Linked DNA regions of Sus scrofa: region 1 is linked to region 2. Evidence: chromatin contacts called from public Hi-C data. All regions are on one chromosome and are shown on one strand. Each heading gives the region's core, a stretch centred on a gene start, on an enhancer-like site or on the middle of the called end of the contact. The rest is flanking DNA. Distances are from core to core; before and after follow the strand shown. Region 1 has its middle 130 kb from the start of INHBB. Region 2 has its middle 200 kb from the start of GLI2.

Region 1 (3,389 bases), core at 291-2,790, 91 kb after region 2:
AGATTCGGGGAATGAGGACCTGGCTATCTGTAACCATTCTTCTTCTTCCCACTGAGTTCCAGAAACAAGAGCTACAACCCAGGGTTTTGTGGACACACAGCAAGATCTCTGCAATTCAGCCCTCCTCGGTCGTCAATGTCCACCCAGCCTCCCAAGCAGTGGATGAGCCCTTTAAAGGCAGGCTCTGGCTGTGGGCGTCTCTGCCCAGTGGGTGCCTGGAAGAGATGTGTGTGTTGGGGGGGGGGGTTTCTAGGGAAGTTTTCAGGAAGAGAGGGAGAAAGGAAAATATGAATGAATTTGGCAAAACCAAGAGGTGGGTGGGGACAGGAAAAAAAAAAAAGTGAGAGGAAGTAGGCAGGTACTACGGATCACAGCTGAACAGCCTGTCAGAATTTCCCTGTAGGAGTTTCCACTTTGGCGCAATAGAATCGGTGGCGTCTTGGGAGCACAGAGATGCTGGTTCGATCCTGGCCCAGCACAGTGCGTTAAGCATCCGGCATTGCCGCAGCTGTGGCTTAGGTCTCAACTACGGCTCGGATCTGATTCCTGGCCCAGGAACTCTGTATGTGTGGGGTGGCCAAAAAAGAAAAAGAAAAAAAAAAAACATGCTTCTGGTTTTGGAGTTGTGGCTTAGTGATATCAAACCCGACTAGTATCCATGAGGATGAAGGTTCAATCCCTGGCCCTGCTCAGTGGATTAAGGATCTGGCATTGCCATGAGCTGGGGTGCAGGTTGCAGACTCAGCTTGGATCCCTGGTCGCTGTGGCTCTGGTATAGCCCGGCAGCTGCAGCATCGATTCGACCCCTAGCCTGGGAACTTCCATATGCCACAGGTGCAGCCCTAAAAATATATTTAAAAAACAAGTAAAAAGAATTCCCCTGCAGCAGAGGTCCAGAATGAAGCCGGGCACCTCGTACTCAGACCTGAAGGAATGGTGAGGCCTCCTGAGTGGGAAGGCGCTGGAAAAAAATGCACGGGAGGAGCAGGAGATAGGAGGCCTGGTCACAGCCAGGCACTGTGCTGATGCATTACACACAGCATCTTTTTAAGTCTGCACATTAATCTGCAAGCAGCGCAATGCAGAGAGAAGAACTGGGACTCAGGAAGGACACGGCCCTGGTCCAAGTTCACACGGCTGGATGGTGGCCGCGCAGGAAGGAATTTGCAGTCCTGTTGGGCTGGTTCCAAAAGCAGCCACCATCCCAGGACACTCCACTCCTGCCAAGCCCAGCCACTCTGGCAGGGGGCTAGGTGTTCCCACCTCTTAAGGCCTCAGGTCCTTCCTCTGTCAGTGGAGGGGCTGAGCTGGGTGACCCAAGCTCCCTTTCCGCTCCCACCTCTTTGGGACCTTGGGCGGGTCTAGGAAATCAGGATGGGCTTCCTGGAGGGGGTGGGGTGGGGGTCTGAATTTCTTCCCACTGACAACAGACACACAGTTCCGTTTATGTTGCCAAGAGACAATCCAGGGCAAGAAGGGAGAGGCCCACGGCAGAGATGACTCCATAGCCCAAAAATGAGAATCACAACAGCCCGCAGGATTGTGCAAGCTGCCCTCGAGGCAGCCAGTCGGGCCTGGCCTGGAGGAGAGCTGTTTACACGCCCAAGTATGGGCTGGCAGTTAATTCCATCCGCAGAGGGCACAGCCCTAAGGGCTGCCAGGAACAGCTGTGTGAAAACGACAGAGACCGGGCCCTTGATCTCAGACCCCAGATACCTGAGAGTTCATTCATTCATTCATATCTATGTGAATTCCCCGAGTGTTTCCCAGGCATTGTGCAAGGCGCCAGGGTATGGAGGTAAATAAGGCAACGTCCTGAGAGTCCCCTGGATCTGAGAACCTCGAAGAACAGAGAGCACTAAATATAGAAAACGACCCCTCCCTGCAGGGTCAGTGCAATGATAAACATGTGTGCTTGGAGCCCAGGCAACGCAGGACAGGGGACTTTAGTATCTTCCTATGGAAAATATTTAACTGCTGGTTTTAAAAAAAGTCAAACCAAGATCATCACTTTGTACTCAATGGCCTTTAAAAAGCCTTTTCCCTGGTGAATGGAGATATGTGAGAATGTTCACATTTAAAGTTTCCTTTCCTGGACACCTGGTCAGGAAAATCAATCTCAGTTGTTTTCAGAACTGTGTCCTAGGCTGTGCAAAGGCCCTGGGGTTTGTACAGTCTGCTGGACATGGGGCAGGGGGGTGCTCCAGACATAACTTCCCTCGCAGGGGGCATGTTCCTTGGTATCTCTGGCTGAGTGCCAGGACCTGAGGTGTGGCTATGACCCCAGTTTCCCTGGACAGAGAGCTTTAAAATATTATGCCATGTCCTGGTGTGCTGCTGTGGAGAAAGCTCAGGTCCCACCTCTGGGATTTAGGGCCCCTTCCTCCTGCCTTTTCACAGCTCTCTTTCCACCCTTTATTGGGACCGCTTGCATATTTTCTTTCTCAATATTCCCTTTTCACAAAAGACAGAAAAAGATATTGCCTACGAGCAGTTTTGTTTGGGTTCTACAAATGCCCTTGGAACTAGGAAGTACAAAGGGGTCTGGCTACAAATCTGGGACATGGAGAGGGAAAAACAACAAGAGAGAAAATGCAAATTTATAGCTTAATAAATCATCTGTCTTGCACAAAGTTTTCTGTCTGCTTTTATTTATCGTTTCTTGAGGCTGTGTTTCTAAAAGTTAAGTTGAAAGACCAACACATTTTTTGAGAATATTGTTCAAGTCGCTTGTCTAAAGGTCGATACCAATCCCCCCTCATCAACAGTGTGTGAGCATTGTTGATTTCACCACACCATCACCAGCATCGAGTTCGTGTTTTTATTAATCTTTGATAATTTCACAAATGCAAGGATTTTATTTCCAGTGTTTTTTCATTTTTTATTATTCATGTTACTCACTGATTCTAGAAGTATGATTTTATTTTCAATGGTTCTTTTAAATACAAAAATTTCTGGGGGAGTTCCTGTGTGGCACAGCAGAAACGAATCTGACTAGGAACCTTGAGGTTGTGGGTTTGATCCCTGGCCTTTCTCAGTAGGTTAAGGACCCAGCATTGCCATGAGCTGTGGTGTAGGTTGCAGACACAGCTCAGATCTTGCTTTGCTGTGGCTGTGGTGTAGGGCCGGCAGCTGCAGGTCCCATTAGACCCCTAGTCTGGGAACCTCCATATGCCGTGGGTGCAGCCCTAAAAAAAAAAAAGCAAAAAAAAAAAAAAATTTTCTGGGGATGTGTGGGTGGACAGACCCTAGGGGTGCCTCCGATTTTACTAATATCACTTCTCAAGTGTCCTTGCAGATGTCTTTCCTCACCTGGGGCCACTCCTCCACCTTGTCTAGTGGGAATTTCTAATTGGTGCTTCTAGACCCCATGCATATCTCCTCACCTC
Region 2 (3,453 bases), core at 37-2,536:
AACCCAGTATAGAGAAGGATCAGGAGGGCAATATATTGACTGGTGGAGGGTAAAAGGGTCAGGTGAGGACTGCGGCAAACTAGAGAGAGAAGCCCCTACCAGCTCCCAGCTCAAAGGTCACCTTCTCAAGGTGTTCATGGACCCAAACTCAAATGGGTCCCTTGTTGGAGTTTTGCTGAAGCTCTTACTCCTATTGTAATTAGTTAATTAATTGTATGATTTGATTATCAGAGTTAGCCTTCCTGACAGATGCAGAATCCCTGGGGGACAGGACTGTGTCTGTGGTTCCGGTACCTCCCCAGGCCTGGCACTTCAAGGATGCTCTTGTCCTGTCTGTTGAGGGGATGGATAATTGGAGGAAGAATGCCACAGCCCAGCCTGCAGAGCTGTTTGATGGAAGAAGGGAGGTAATTAAGAATGAAAATGAATATGCATCATACATGTTATAAAATAAGATCACTCAGAGGAATTCCCATCGTGGAGCAGCGAGACAAATCCGACGAGGAACCATGAGGTTGGGGGTTCAACCCCTGGCCTCACTCAGTGGGTTAAGGATCTGGCATTGCTATGAGCTGTGGTGTAGTTCACAGATGTGGCCTGTATCCTGCATTGCTGTGGCTGTGGTGTAGGCCAGCAGCTATAGCTCTGATTAGACCCCTAGCCTGGGAACCTCCATGTGCCGCAGGTGTGGCCCTAAAAAAAAAAGACAAAAGACAAAAATAAATAAATAAATAAATAAATAAATAAAATCAGATCACTCAATGGGGGAAAATGCCAACGAATGAACCACTAAGTCAGCAGCATCAGCTGTCTGCGTGGGCAGAGCTGGGGTTCTCTCCAAGAGGGGCGTGGCCAAGGGGTTTGATTCTTCAGTTCCTGAGTCCTCAGGGGTCTGACCTATGTGTGTTTCCTTTTTCTCCTGACACCCCCTCCCCCAGAGGAGAGCAGAACCCCCCCAGGCAGGTTAGTTAGAACCTACCATGCGCTGGTTCGCTCATGTAAACCTCACTTCACTTGGCTGCTTCATTTATAGGCAAGGAAGTAGAGTCCTGAGAGGATGGGACACCGTCCTGGGTGCCTCTCGCCCTGGAGGGAGTGGGTCTAAGCATCCGGCACCCTCCTTCCTCCCCAGCCATGGCCCAGCACCCACCTGGAGGGCAGAGTCGAGCAGTAGGCAGGCCGGAGTGCTCCCAGCGGCCCCTCTTTGCTTCCTCCTCCCCAGGGGATGCTACGTGGAAGGGACTCTTTGCTACCAGAGGGCGAAGGTCAGACTCTGGCCAAGGGCCCAGCATTTCTGAGCCACAGAAGCCAACTGTGCAGAAGGTCAGGATGCCGGGGGCGGAGGTGCTCAGAGTAGGAAGTTAACATTCCCAGGGGACTCTCAGCAGCAGGATTTCCTGACATGGAATGATGACCTTTCTCACATGACGGGGCCAGATTGACTTCCTGCTATTATTCACAGTGCGAACACGGCGGAGACGTCTGTTTAATGGAAACAGGGAAAGAGTTGCCTGACTCTGGACCTCGAGGAGGCAGTTGTCACGGAATTAACTCCAGGTGATCTAGCCAGGGCTGCACCTGCCTTTGCCATCCGCTACAGTGAGGCATTCACACCCCTGAGCCTCAGTTTCCTTTTCTGGACTAGGCAGGCCAGGTGGACGGCTAAAAAAAAAGTTGGAGTTCCCATTGTGGCTCAGCAGTAACCAACCCAACTAGTAACCATGAGGACTCAGCTTCAAGCCCTGGCCTCGCTCGGTGGGTTAAGGATCTGGCGTTGCCGTGAGCTGCGGTGTAGGTCGCAGATGCGGCTCAGGTCTGGCGTTGCTGTGGCTGTGGTGTAGGCCTGCGGCTGTAGCTCTGATTCGACCCCTAGCCTGGGAACTTCCATGTGCCGCAGGGGAGGCTCTAGAAAGAAAAACAAAAAGTTGGACCAGAGCCACAGGGCTGCCAGGTGGGTGAAGTGAGGTCATTTCCTTGGAGAAATGTTTTGCTCCTTGAATTTCCATCATCAGCTTTGGCCCCCCCCCCTCCTCTGATCATCTAGCATCTCAGGACCACCTTTCTCAGCCGAGAGGTCTTCAGTGCTTCCAGGAGAAGTGCCTCCTCTGCAGCTGGGTCCAGGCCGATGGCAGGCCGGCCATCAGCCTTCCACACTCACCTCCCACTGGTGGGGTCTACCTGGGTTCCATGCCCCTTCACCCCCTACTCTTCTTCTTTTGTATGTCTTTCCAGCGGAAGTTCCTCCTCTGCCCTCTGCTCTCTCTATTGGCAATGCTGTCTTTGTTTCTACATGCAGTAGACCATGCATCCTGCAACATCACCTGGGAACTTGCTAGAAACACAAATTCTCAGCCCTCCTCCCTGCCCCCGCCCCCACCAGACCTACTGAAGCAGAAACTCTGAGGACAGAGCTCAGAAATCTGCATTTTAACCACCCCTCCAGTAGTGGGAGGTTCTGATGAACACACAAGTGTTTTGGGGAGCTGTACCCCAAGCATGTGGAAGTTCCTGGGTCAGGGATCAAATCTACACACAGTGCTAACCAGAGCTACAGCAGTGACAACACCGCATCCTTAATCCACTGAACCACCAGGGAATTCCAACATACAAGTTTCAGAACCACTGGGATAACCTGTCTCCCTGGCTGGGCTATGAGCTCCCTGATGGCCAGGGCTGTATCTCATTCAGTGGCTCCCAGAGCCAGGCCCACAGAGGTCACAGGGGACCATGAAACAGCCTCCTGGAATGATACATGTGTGCTGATGTCTCCCAGACACACCCTGGCCGACTTGCCGCCACATCTGGGCTCACAGCATCCCCTTCCTTCCTCCTGTGGCTCTTTCCCCAGGCACTCACAGAACCCCAGCCCTGCTGGCTGGCCTCTTCCAGAAGGCCTCCCCTCAGCCCTGCAACAGCCTGGTCTGCCTCAGCTCTCTCCATCCCTGTTGCCTGAGACTTTGGATCTCACGCTAGGCTCAAGGTCACATCCATAGCTGCCTTTGAACAGCAGGTCCCTTTTATGTGTGTCCTTCAGGTGATATTTTGCCCTGACCCTGTCTGTGCTTGGAGGAGCCCTTGCTCTGTAGGGTGTCATCTGCTGTGGCCGCAGTGAGGGAAGTCACCCAGCCTCCCAGCAAGGGCGGCTGATGTGTGCAGATCTGCGAGTCTGCGCCAACATTTACAGCAGAAGCAATTCACACCACTTTCCTGTTCTCTTGACCTGAAAGGGAAAGAAAGGGAAGGAATTGGGGCCTTCAAAGAGCTGTGGCCTTTTGTCCTACAGCTGATGGGAGCCTCCCAAATGGGGCTGTGGAGTTCACAGTGCTGGCTGTGCAGGAGGGCTGGCCTCTGCCTAACCTGCACCCCCTCAGGGATCTGCTTTTCCATCCTCTGCCCTTGCTGCCACAGCCTCTGTGTCCCCGAGTCTCCTCCCCAGCCTGGGATGGGAGCCAG

Evidence for each region. A called contact is a pair of places that touch in the nucleus more often than the background predicts.
Region 1: a Hi-C map of liver shows a contact between it and region 2, with 1.6 times the contacts expected there. The contact joins two enhancer-like sites. A contact is called at or near these places in 1 of 5 promoter capture datasets (liver), 5 of 47 Hi-C or Micro-C datasets (liver, mesenteric adipose tissue, retroperitoneal adipose tissue and 1 more) and 1 of 2 datasets of contacts at active chromatin or transcription factors (skeletal muscle).

The regions. Positions count from the first base shown.
Region 1 is chr15:30,869,406-30,872,794 of Sscrofa11.1, forward strand. No RefSeq gene overlaps it. Among named protein-coding and RNA genes, the nearest start is that of INHBB, 130 kb to the right of the region's middle. Within about 2 kb of position 1,541, at least 32 of the 83 cell types and tissues checked have an H3K27ac peak or open chromatin away from gene starts, as enhancers often do. A contact at or near this core is called in liver, retroperitoneal adipose tissue and skeletal muscle, where this site is marked.
Region 2 is chr15:30,778,620-30,782,072 of Sscrofa11.1, forward strand. No RefSeq gene overlaps it. Among named protein-coding and RNA genes, the nearest start is that of GLI2, 200 kb to the left of the region's middle. Within about 2 kb of position 1,287, at least 7 of the 83 cell types and tissues checked have an H3K27ac peak or open chromatin away from gene starts, as enhancers often do. A contact at or near this core is called in liver, retroperitoneal adipose tissue and skeletal muscle, where this site is marked.